Linked DNA regions of Sus scrofa: region 2 is linked to region 1. Evidence: chromatin contacts called from public Hi-C data. All regions are on one chromosome and are shown on one strand. The core of a region is the stretch at or near the end of the contact, and the rest is flanking DNA. Distances in the headings are between cores, read along the strand shown.

Region 1 (4,864 bases), core at 818-3,317:
ATGAGATCTGGAGAAAATCTCAGTCTCTGTTCATTTCCAAATCTGTAAAATGAGTTTGTATAAATGATGACCATTGAGAGCCTCTACAGCTCTGACCTTATATTGCTATGATTCTAATGGCTATTGTTCACTCAAATCCATTTCCAGAGGATGAGTCCAAGCATCTGAAAGCTCCGCTGATCGTTCTGAAGCAGAAAGGCCATATACTCCAGCCTCTGCACAGCAAACTGATGCTCTTTCTCTTCATGCCCCACCCACTCACACGAATGCCTTAGTCCAGAGGAAGCTGGAGTGAGTCTGCCCTAGGCCCGCCTCTCTGAGAGACAGACTGGGAAGCTGTGTTGCCATAGCAATCAGCTCCTCCTCAAAAGGCTTCAGCCTGCCCTCCTTTACCCCACCCTACCCCAAGGCTTTGTCTGGCCTCAGCACCCCCTCCTCCCCACCAACCCGTCTCTCAGCCAGAGGAGGCTGGCTTGGGGCCCCTTTCAGCAACACTGTCACACTCATTCAGCCACTGTGTGGAAAACAGGGCTTTCCCACCCTGTCCCAGCCAGCCCAGGGGCAAAATGAACTCTGGCCCTACACCAGGTCCCCTCAGGGAACCAGAGGAGCCCCCAAGTGGACTAGGCCCTAGTCTCAGTTTTGACAGTCAGCTTCCAGGTCAGGAGTATGGGGAGCCATTCCTTCTTCCTCCCCCAGCAGAGGCTGCAACCTCACATCCCTTCTCAAGTTCAAATGACAATAGTGACCCACCTCTCCAAACATGCATCAAAGACCCTTAGTACTTATTATTTTCCCCTCCTACAGACACCCAGAATTTTTGACGGTCGCAATGTTACCTACCCAGGAGAAGGAAAAGTGTGGGGAAATTTCATTTGTGGCAAGTGGTAAAAATGTGTCTACCATTCACTTGGGGGCCTGCTGGGAAAGACCTTGGTAGTAGTGAGGGTGGGGTCTGGGCCTTGCTGCTAATTATTAGGTCTCTGGCCACTGAGTACAAAGTCTGGGGCAGGCACAGCTCCTAGACATGCAAGGACCGGGCCAGGCCCCAGGGCGAGGAAGGAAGTGGGAAATGAGCACACCCAGAACATAAGGGCAGAGCAAAGTGGGGGAGGTGGGGGAAGACAGGGACCAAGGCAAGCTTCTAGAAGGAACAGGAACTAGAGTGGGGGGTTAACAGGAACAGAATGGGGGAAGGGTCCCCAGAGACACCAACGAAGGGGGAAAAAAAGAAACCAAAAAACCCAGACTCAGCCAGACAGATCCAGAGCTGCCTGAGAAGGTCGCACAAGCCCTAGTGGCAAGTGGGGCCTAGATCCTCTCTAAGAGTGCTCAGGCCTGAAGGTGGAGTTAGGAGTTGAGGAGCCAGGAGCACTGCAGACGGGCTTCTTCACCCCAGCAATTTCATCACCCTCATTCCTAAAACACAGGACACAAACATCTTCCTGGAATCTCTATAATGCCCCCACACTTTCTCAAAGCACTAGGGGTTCTTCCCTCCCCAGCTGGGGCCTGCAACCCCTTCCCTTCGCAGAGTGCCCACAGCCCCATCCCTTCTTCCTCCACACAGGCCATCTGTCCCTCCCACACTCTGGACCACCAGCCCTTCTCCATCACACAACACCCCCTCTTCCCTTTCCCCCTAAGCTCCTTCAGAGTCCCTCCTCCTCAAGTATCTTCTCCAACCCTCCACTTCAAGATAAAGACTTCACCCCCTACCTAGTACTTCCCACCCTCACAAAGCACTCCCGCCCCTCCCCCACAAGGGCTACCGGAGAATGCACCTCCTAGCCCACACAGTGAGCCCCAGCTCCTCCCCTAACTCTGCTTTACTCCACCCTACCCCAGCATTTCTCCCAATTCTCTCCTTCCCTAAAGCGATCCCCACCTCCTCATGTCTGCCCAAGCGCACCCCGGTCCTTGTCCCTTCTTCCACACGCACCCCACCCCACACCTGCAGTTCCGTGAGTCCCGCTGCACCTGGGGAGGTAGTGGATTGGGGCAGTTACACAGCTGCCCCAGCTGCAGCCTCCTCCGGCAAACCTCGCCCCTTTGGTGCGAGCCCCGCCCCCGCAACGACAAGACCCACCCTCCCCCTGTCCCACCTCCCACCTTCCCCCCCCACCCCGCTTGTCCTTTTTCCTAGTTTCTGTAATTCCTGGGGCTCCTCCCCTGTAATACAGGTCCCGCCCCCTCTAAGGCCCCGCCCCTTCTCGTCTTCTCGGCGTCTCCCCATTGAACACTGCTTGCCCGTCGTCCCCTCCAATCCCCGCCCCTTTTTGGTCTCCTTGCTTGTCACTAGGACCCGCCCACTCGGATTCCAGCCTGGCAGAACCGGTGCCAAGCTCCTTTCCAACGCTAGCCCCCTCAGATCTCTGAGCCTCTTCTCCCCCCGCCCCTTCTCCCACTAGCCTCACCCCGGCGCCCGCTCTCCAGCCGGGAACCGCTGGCTCTGATTGGTGGTGGTGGTCCCAATGGATGGTGGAGGAGACAAAGTGATGGCTGCAGGTCGCCTGAGGTCCCACCCCGGCCACGTGCGGCTTCTGTGATGACAGGTTTAGATGGGCGGGGCATGTGCCCTCTGTGTGAGGCCTAGGCTGACCGGATTAGGCTGGAGGTGGGGAGCCAGAGCCAGGGTCAAAGCGTTAGCCTGAAGGCGCCGAGCCTGAATGAGGCCCTCTCAAGCTTTTGCGCTGGTGTGAGCAGCCTGCGGAACTTGAGCCTCTTAGTGAAGCCGTCTGCGTTAGCGCGTGTATTTGCCTTAATGGGGGAGGTCTGTGGGACTTGCAAAGTAGCACAAGGGGTCTCAGGGTTCTGTAAAAATGCGCAAATCTGGTTGACGGGGTCTCAACTCTGTGAGGATGAATAATTTCTGCAGCCTACTCTGTTCAAGAGAGTCTGAATTCTGGGAGACAAGAAGTAAGAGTCAGATGTGTACCTGTAGAGATAGGTCAGAGAGTCGTCTGTGAAATTCATGAGCCTAAGTGTTACTACAGAGTAAGGGGAGCCTGCAATCACTGAAGAAAAGTAGAGCCTTTGCTTTGCACGTGTCAAATCAACTATGTGACAGGAGTTCTGTTGTGGCTCAGCGGTAACTAACCCGACTAGTATCCATGAGGATGCAGGTTCAGTCCCTGGCTTTGTTCAATCCTATGGGTTAAGGATCTGGTGTTGCTGTGGGCTGTGGTGTAGGCTGGCAGCTGCGGCAGCTCTGATTTGACCCGTAGTCTGGGAATTTCCATATGCCGTGGGTGCGGCCCTTTAAAAAAAAGGCAAAACAAAACACAACAAAACAAAAACTATGTGACATTTACACTTCTGTAATTTAATTAGCGTTTGATTCTACTCTCCAACTTCCCGCAACCCTTTGGGTTCTGGAGATAGCAATGGGGAGTCGATGCTTGCCAGCTACCGGTAGATGGCAGCACAGGGCCCTTGCAGAACTCAGAGCTTCTCTGTGGAGTTGGCAGTGCTGAGGACTATGAAGGATCAGACCTGTTAAATTTCTCTCTAAGTCTCAGATTCTTTAGGTCCCTGTGACTTTCTTTCTGTGAGTCGTTAAGATGCTTTTTACTGAACACCAAATGGTGTGCTAGGCAAAAAGTGAAAAAGAAACAAAATTTTTCTGCCCTGATGTGGCTTGTTTGTTTGTATCATCATACAAATACCTGTATAATCCTAGAGAGAGTAAAGTTGGAAGGGTTTTGTGTAGTGAAAAAAGCTCAAAGTTTGAGGTCACTGTGTTTGGCTCAGAACTTTGTTTTTTTGTTTGTTTGCTTGCTTGCTTTTTAGGATCGAACCTGTGGCATATGGAATTTCCCAGGCTAGGGGTTGAATTTGAGCAGCAGCTGCCAGCTTATGCCGCAGCCACAGCAATGGTGGGACCCAAGCCATGTCTTCAACCTACACCACAGCTCATGGCAACGGATCCTTAACCCACTGAATGAGACTAGGGGTCCCTCACAGATACCAGTCAGGCTGAGCCACAATGGGAACTCCCTCTTGTTTTTTAACAGCCACACTTGTGGCATATGGAAGTTCCCAGGCCAGAGATTGAATCTGAGCCACACCTCTGACCTATGCTGCAGCTGCAGCCACAGCAACGCCGGATGTACCCACCCATACCTCTGCATGGACCCAGATTGCTACAGTCAGATTCTTAACCCACTGTGCCACAATGAGAACTCCAAGTCTAGCCTCTAGTTCTAACAATATAGAGATATCTTCAAGGTTGTGGATCAAATAATCTCTAGATTTTTAAACAAAGGTCTCTTTGGAAATGTGTAGGAGATTATTAAGAGGTGCAGCCCCAGAGTTCTCCCGTGGTGCAGCATGTTAAGGATCCAGCATTGTCACTGCAGTAGCTAATTTCGCTGCTGTGGTGTAGGTTCAATCGCTGGCCCTAAAACTTCCACATGCCATAGGCACAACCAAAAAAAAAAAAAAACCCCAAAAAACAAAAAAGATATGCAGCTTTTTTCTCTTGAGGAGATAAGTGTTCTTTCTTCTGCTTTGCTGTATAAATTATGTGACATTTTATCCTAATTTTGCAGACATTTTCAGGCTACCTTATGTTGTAGGAGGAGAATGGGGTTCAAGAGAATGGTCATGTCCCAAGTCTTAGCCTAGTTCCTAGGATAGGCTACCAAGTGAAGGTCCTTGGCTTCACCCAGGAAAGAATTCAATAGTGAGCCATAGTAAAGTGAAAGCAGATTTATTTGGAGAGATATACTTTGCATAGGCAGAATGTGGTCTATCGCAGAAGGTGAAAGTGGCTCCAGGCTCTGGCGGTGGTTAGGTAGTTTGTTTGTTTTCAGCTGTCTCTGTGGCATATGGAAGTTCCTGGGCCAGGGATTGAACCCAC
Region 2 (4,864 bases), core at 1,510-4,009, 93 kb after region 1:
TATATGAACACATAGATTATCAACATACATACATAGGCATACATCTACATTAATATTCACATAGAGATAGTAAACATTTATGATGGATAAATGTAATATGATTTGGTATCTATTTAGATTTTTGCATCTGTGTTCATAAATGAGATTCCATTGTAGTTTTCCTTACCTGTACTCTTTTTATTTTTTGTTTTATAAATTTTTTTCTCTTCTCAATATTATCAATTAGGCTCTAGTTGGTCTTCAGCTTTCTGCTTTGGACATGGAAAAGATTCATTAAATATGTCTTCTGGAAATGTTTACTCTCACCTATCAAGTTTCAATTCTTCTAACTTAATGCTTAAAGTTTTATGATTTCCTCACACTTATACCTGTGTATTGCCTATAACAATCAATCATTATTTATAATGGTTATTATAATAACCAGGTCTGTTTGTTTCTTTGGAGTGGGTTGCTTAACCTCCAAAAAGTTTTGAACATTTTTATGAGTGACAGGTTTATTAATACTATTATATTGTTTAAATTGTGCTTGATTTCTAATCCCTCCCTTAATGGAAGTAGTAATAGTGGTGTCTACTGCTGATGTAATGCAGTTTATTGTTTGTATTTTACATATAAAAGTGTATTTATATACAAAAAGTGTTTTGTATTTTGTATCTAACCACTTGAAATGCCCTTCTTTAATTCACATATATAAGCCACCATCACCTTTCAACAGGATAATTGTAATAATTAGTTTTATTTTCCCTCTTGTTCCTTACAGTTCTTAGAGAACATTCAGAGTGATTTTTAAAGTGTAATCAAGTCATAAACCCCTGGTGTTTAAAACTTTAAATAGATTCTTGATACACTAGGATAAAATCTAAACTCCTTACCATGATTTACAAACGCTTTTCCCCCAGTGCCTGGAACAAGGCCTTGCACGATATAGACATTCAAGAAATATCAGTTGAATGAAGGACTCATTCAGTGTTAAAGAAACTCTGTCTTGCCTAGAATCTCACAGATTATTAATAAATGGCAGAGTCAGGATGAAAAGTTAAGCTCTCATATTTGCAAGTTGCTGGACCATGCTGTGTTTTTCCAATCCTCCACTGAGTTCTGAACCAAACTACTTTGTTTTCCAGACTCTATGTATCTGTGTTAATTTGTTTGTACTTTTTTCTTTTTGTTTTACCTTCCAAATCCTGCCCATCTTTAACGAGGCTCACTTTTATACATCTTTCTTTTCATGGCTTCCGTACTCTGTTATTTTGTTGGGGTTTGTGGTGGTTTGTGTTGGGGAGGTTGGAGTATAATTGGGAAAGGAACTTTAGTAAATATCAGATGTTGTTATTACATACTTAAGTTATTTTACTGCCCACCTGACCTTGTGAGGGAAGAAACTTTATTATTATTTTTTTTTAATGAGAAAACTCAGTCTCAGAGAGGTTTTCAGTTTCATCACCCAAATGGGGAAATCTATACATTATCCATAGGAAAAGTCATCTGAGTTTTGTAAGGTTTCGAAGACTAAGCCTTCTACAGCTGCTGGCAGAGCTGGAGTTGTTCACAGATGCCTTTGGTCAGCACAGCCTCTCTGCTATCCTGCTTTAGTCTTGTCACATTGGGCCAATGCCATATCTGATAGTCTGACCTTGTATGTTAGGATCACATAGGGAAATCAGTAGCAGGATGATCTGTTTCTGTTTGATAAAAAATTTGACTTCAATTAAATGTGAAACCTTTTTATAGGTATTTATGCCTTTTTTTTTTTTTCCTCTTTACTTGGGCCTCTTATTATATATGTTTTTTTTTTTTTTTTCTCCTTTCTGCTTCTAGTATTCTAGCCAAGAAGAAAGCCAGAGGAAACCATTGCCTACTGCTGCCGCCCAGTGTTGTAAGTGAGAAACTTGTCTCTGAATCTCCTTAATCACAGCTTTCTGTCAGTTCTCCAAATATGGCTTATTTTGAGTTGAGGAGGGTAGAGATGTGATATGTATAAACAGAAGAAGCTCCAGAAACACACCTTATTCAGTCTGATACCTCCAATGGCTATTTGCTCTTTAGCTTTAAGAAGAGATGGGGTTTTTTTTTGTTTGTTTGTTTGTTTTGTTGTGTTTTTTTTTTTTTGTGACTGTAGGCAGGGCAGTGGTGTTCTTTTTTCTCCATTTGTCAGATTTACCCTTGGAGGAAAAACTTTTCCTAGTCTGTCCCTATATATCTGTTATTATTCTCTAAGGCTCAGTTTCAATGTTACCACTTTTGGGAAATCTTTATACTGTTTCTTCATTCTGCCATGTCTAGCTTAGGTCTTTCCTTTGCTTCCATAGTACCCTGTACATATATATATCATGTTGCCTCATATTGTATAATCTTTGTATAGTTCTTTGATAAAGACACCAAATTTTTTTTTTTTTTTTTTTTTTTTTTTTGTCTTTTGTTGTTGTTGCTATTTCTTGGGCCGCTCCCGCGGCATATGGAGGTTCCCAGCCTAGGGGTTGAATCGGAGCTGTAGCCACCGGCCTATGCCAGAGCCACAGCAACGCAGGATCCGAGCCGCGTCTGCAACCTACACCACAGCTCACGGCAACGCCGGATCGTTAACCCACTGAGCAAGGGCAGGGACCGAACCCGAAACCTCATGGTTCCTAGTCAGATTCGTTAACCACTGCGCCACGACGGGAACTCCAGATTAACTTTTCTAGACCACACAGATTCCTTCTTGAAATGAGCTGTGCGTTGTATATTGGTTATCTTCTCAGGTTCTCTCAGAACAGCTTGAAGAGACACCAAGGGACTGACTTGGAATCACTTCTCTTTCACTTTTTCAACCTGCGGGGGTGGATTTACGTATGTTGTGTTTCTTTTGTGTTGCTATAGTGTTTTGGAATCAGTGCTAAACTTATCAGCTGCAGGTTGAAAGTGGTGGTGGTGGTGATAGTGGTAGTAGTTACTGTAATAATACTAGTTAACGATAAGAACCATAACAGCTAACATATTTTGAGGTCTTAGAGTATGCCAGCCAGATGCTTCTCTAAGAGCTAAAATGTACTAACTTATTTAATTTCCACAGTAACCCTTAGACATAGATTTTACTGTCATTCTCATTTTTAAGATGAGGCATAAAGAGATTTTGTTATTTGACAATACAAGTAGTAAGTATGGAAGTAAATATTCAGATATAGGCAATCTGGTGCTGGAACCCATGTATCAAACCACTGTGTTATACTCCTTCCTTCGTATTTTTTCTGAAAAGGAAAACCTCCTTCATGCTTTGTAAATCCATTGGTTGCCTTCTATTCTATTGGCTACTTTTCCTGTTAAAAGTAAGACCACTGGCAGAGGTCAAACTTGTTTCTTTATTTAAAGAAAACCTATTTTTCATATGATTTATTACTTATTTTTTGCCATCTAGGAACTAGGATTTAGCATACATTTAGGGTAATAGGAGATCAGAAGAATCTAAATTGAAGACCAAGTTGTGAATTAAAGTCTATATAGGTCATTTCTAAAATGTATTGTAATGAGATAATTTTCACTTTTTTTTGAAAATTAAAAAAAAAAATTGATGTTTTAAATCTTTTAAATTTTTTCCAGGACTGCTAATGGGAAGTGAAATGGAATATTGAGATTTCTCTTTCCATTCCTTCCTGGGCCCATTTGATGAAATGCAGTTCAAGTGATTAAAGAGCAAATGACTGGAGGGCAGGAGGAAATAAAAGGCTATATAATCAGCAAGTTTATTAATGCTCATATATTTTTCATGTGTTTACCATTTATATGAAAATCTTTTTTATATCTTTTGACTACTCCCCTAATATATTTTTATTTTGAAAAATTTTAAACTCATAGAATAGTTGAAAGAACAGTAGTGTGAACACACATTTACCCTTTATTAGATTCACTAATTAACGTTTTGTCACAGTTGCTCCTCTATTTCTCTACCCCTCCTTTTCTGTCTCTGTATACACATACATAAAAATACACACATGTATTTTCTTATTAATTAATTAATTAATTAGCTTTTTAGGGCTTGCCTGAGGAATATGGAGGTTCCCAGGCTAAGGGTCAAATCGGAGCCATAGCCACCAGCCTATGCCACAACCACAGCAACGCAGGATCTGAGACACATCTGTGGCGTATACCACAGTTCACAGCAATGCTGGATTCTTAACCCACTGAGTGAGGCCAGGGATCAATCCCGAAACTTCATGGTTCCTAGTCGTATTCATTTCCACTGTGCCTTAACAGGAACTCCCACACATGTATTTTCTGAATCATTTGAATGTAACAGTCAGACTTATGACATATTAGCATGTGTTCCCTAAGAGTGAGAACAGTGTACATAACCAAAATAACCACTGTTAAAATCAGGAAACTTAACATTTATACAATGTATGGTCTATATTAAGAAAGCCTGAATTTTCCCCTAGGTTTTTTGTTTTTTAGTTTTGTTTTTTTTTTTTGCTTTTTAGGGCTGCACTCGTGGCATATGGAAGTTCCCAGGCTAGGGGTCAAATTGGAGCTACAGCTGCTGGCTTACACCAGTGCGGGATCTGAGCTGCATCTGTGACCTACACCACAGCTCACAGCAATACTGGATCCTTAACCCATTGAGCGAGGCTAGGGATTGAACCCACATCCTCGTCAGGTTTGTTAACCACTGAGCCATGAAGGGAATTCCTCCCCCACCACTGCACCAGCTGATCAAAGATCACATGTTTTATTTGGTTTTCCTGACACTTTACTCTCTTTGACTACTAATTTTAAAAATCTTAACTTTTTAATAACTTATGACACTGGATTTTTTTCCAGTTAAATATGCTTTATTTTAATTATAATGTCTAGTGTAGATGGTGGTATCCATTAATACAGGTTTCTGGGA

Evidence for each region. Hi-C and Micro-C count contacts between places; a contact is called where the count stands out from the background.
Region 2: a Hi-C map of embryonic fibroblasts shows a contact between it and region 1, with 12 times the contacts expected there. The contact joins the enhancer-like site here to the promoter of FAM214B in region 1. A contact is called at or near these places in 1 of 5 promoter capture datasets (liver), 17 of 47 Hi-C or Micro-C datasets (alveolar macrophages, embryonic fibroblasts, fetal liver and 7 more) and 1 of 2 datasets of contacts at active chromatin or transcription factors (skeletal muscle).

The regions. Positions count from the first base shown.
Region 1 is chr1:235,905,075-235,909,938 of Sscrofa11.1, forward strand. It overlaps FAM214B (protein FAM214B), which reads right to left and starts at 2,068. Exons shown (of 9, transcript XM_013986310.2): 1 at 1,981-2,068.
Region 2 is chr1:235,997,167-236,002,030 of Sscrofa11.1, forward strand. It overlaps UNC13B (protein unc-13 homolog B), which reads left to right. Exons shown (of 39, transcript XM_021065583.1): 7 at 1,819-1,876. Among named protein-coding and RNA genes, the nearest start is that of UNC13B, 81 kb to the left of the region's middle. Within about 2 kb of position 2,760, at least 2 of the 83 cell types and tissues checked have an H3K27ac peak or open chromatin away from gene starts, as enhancers often do.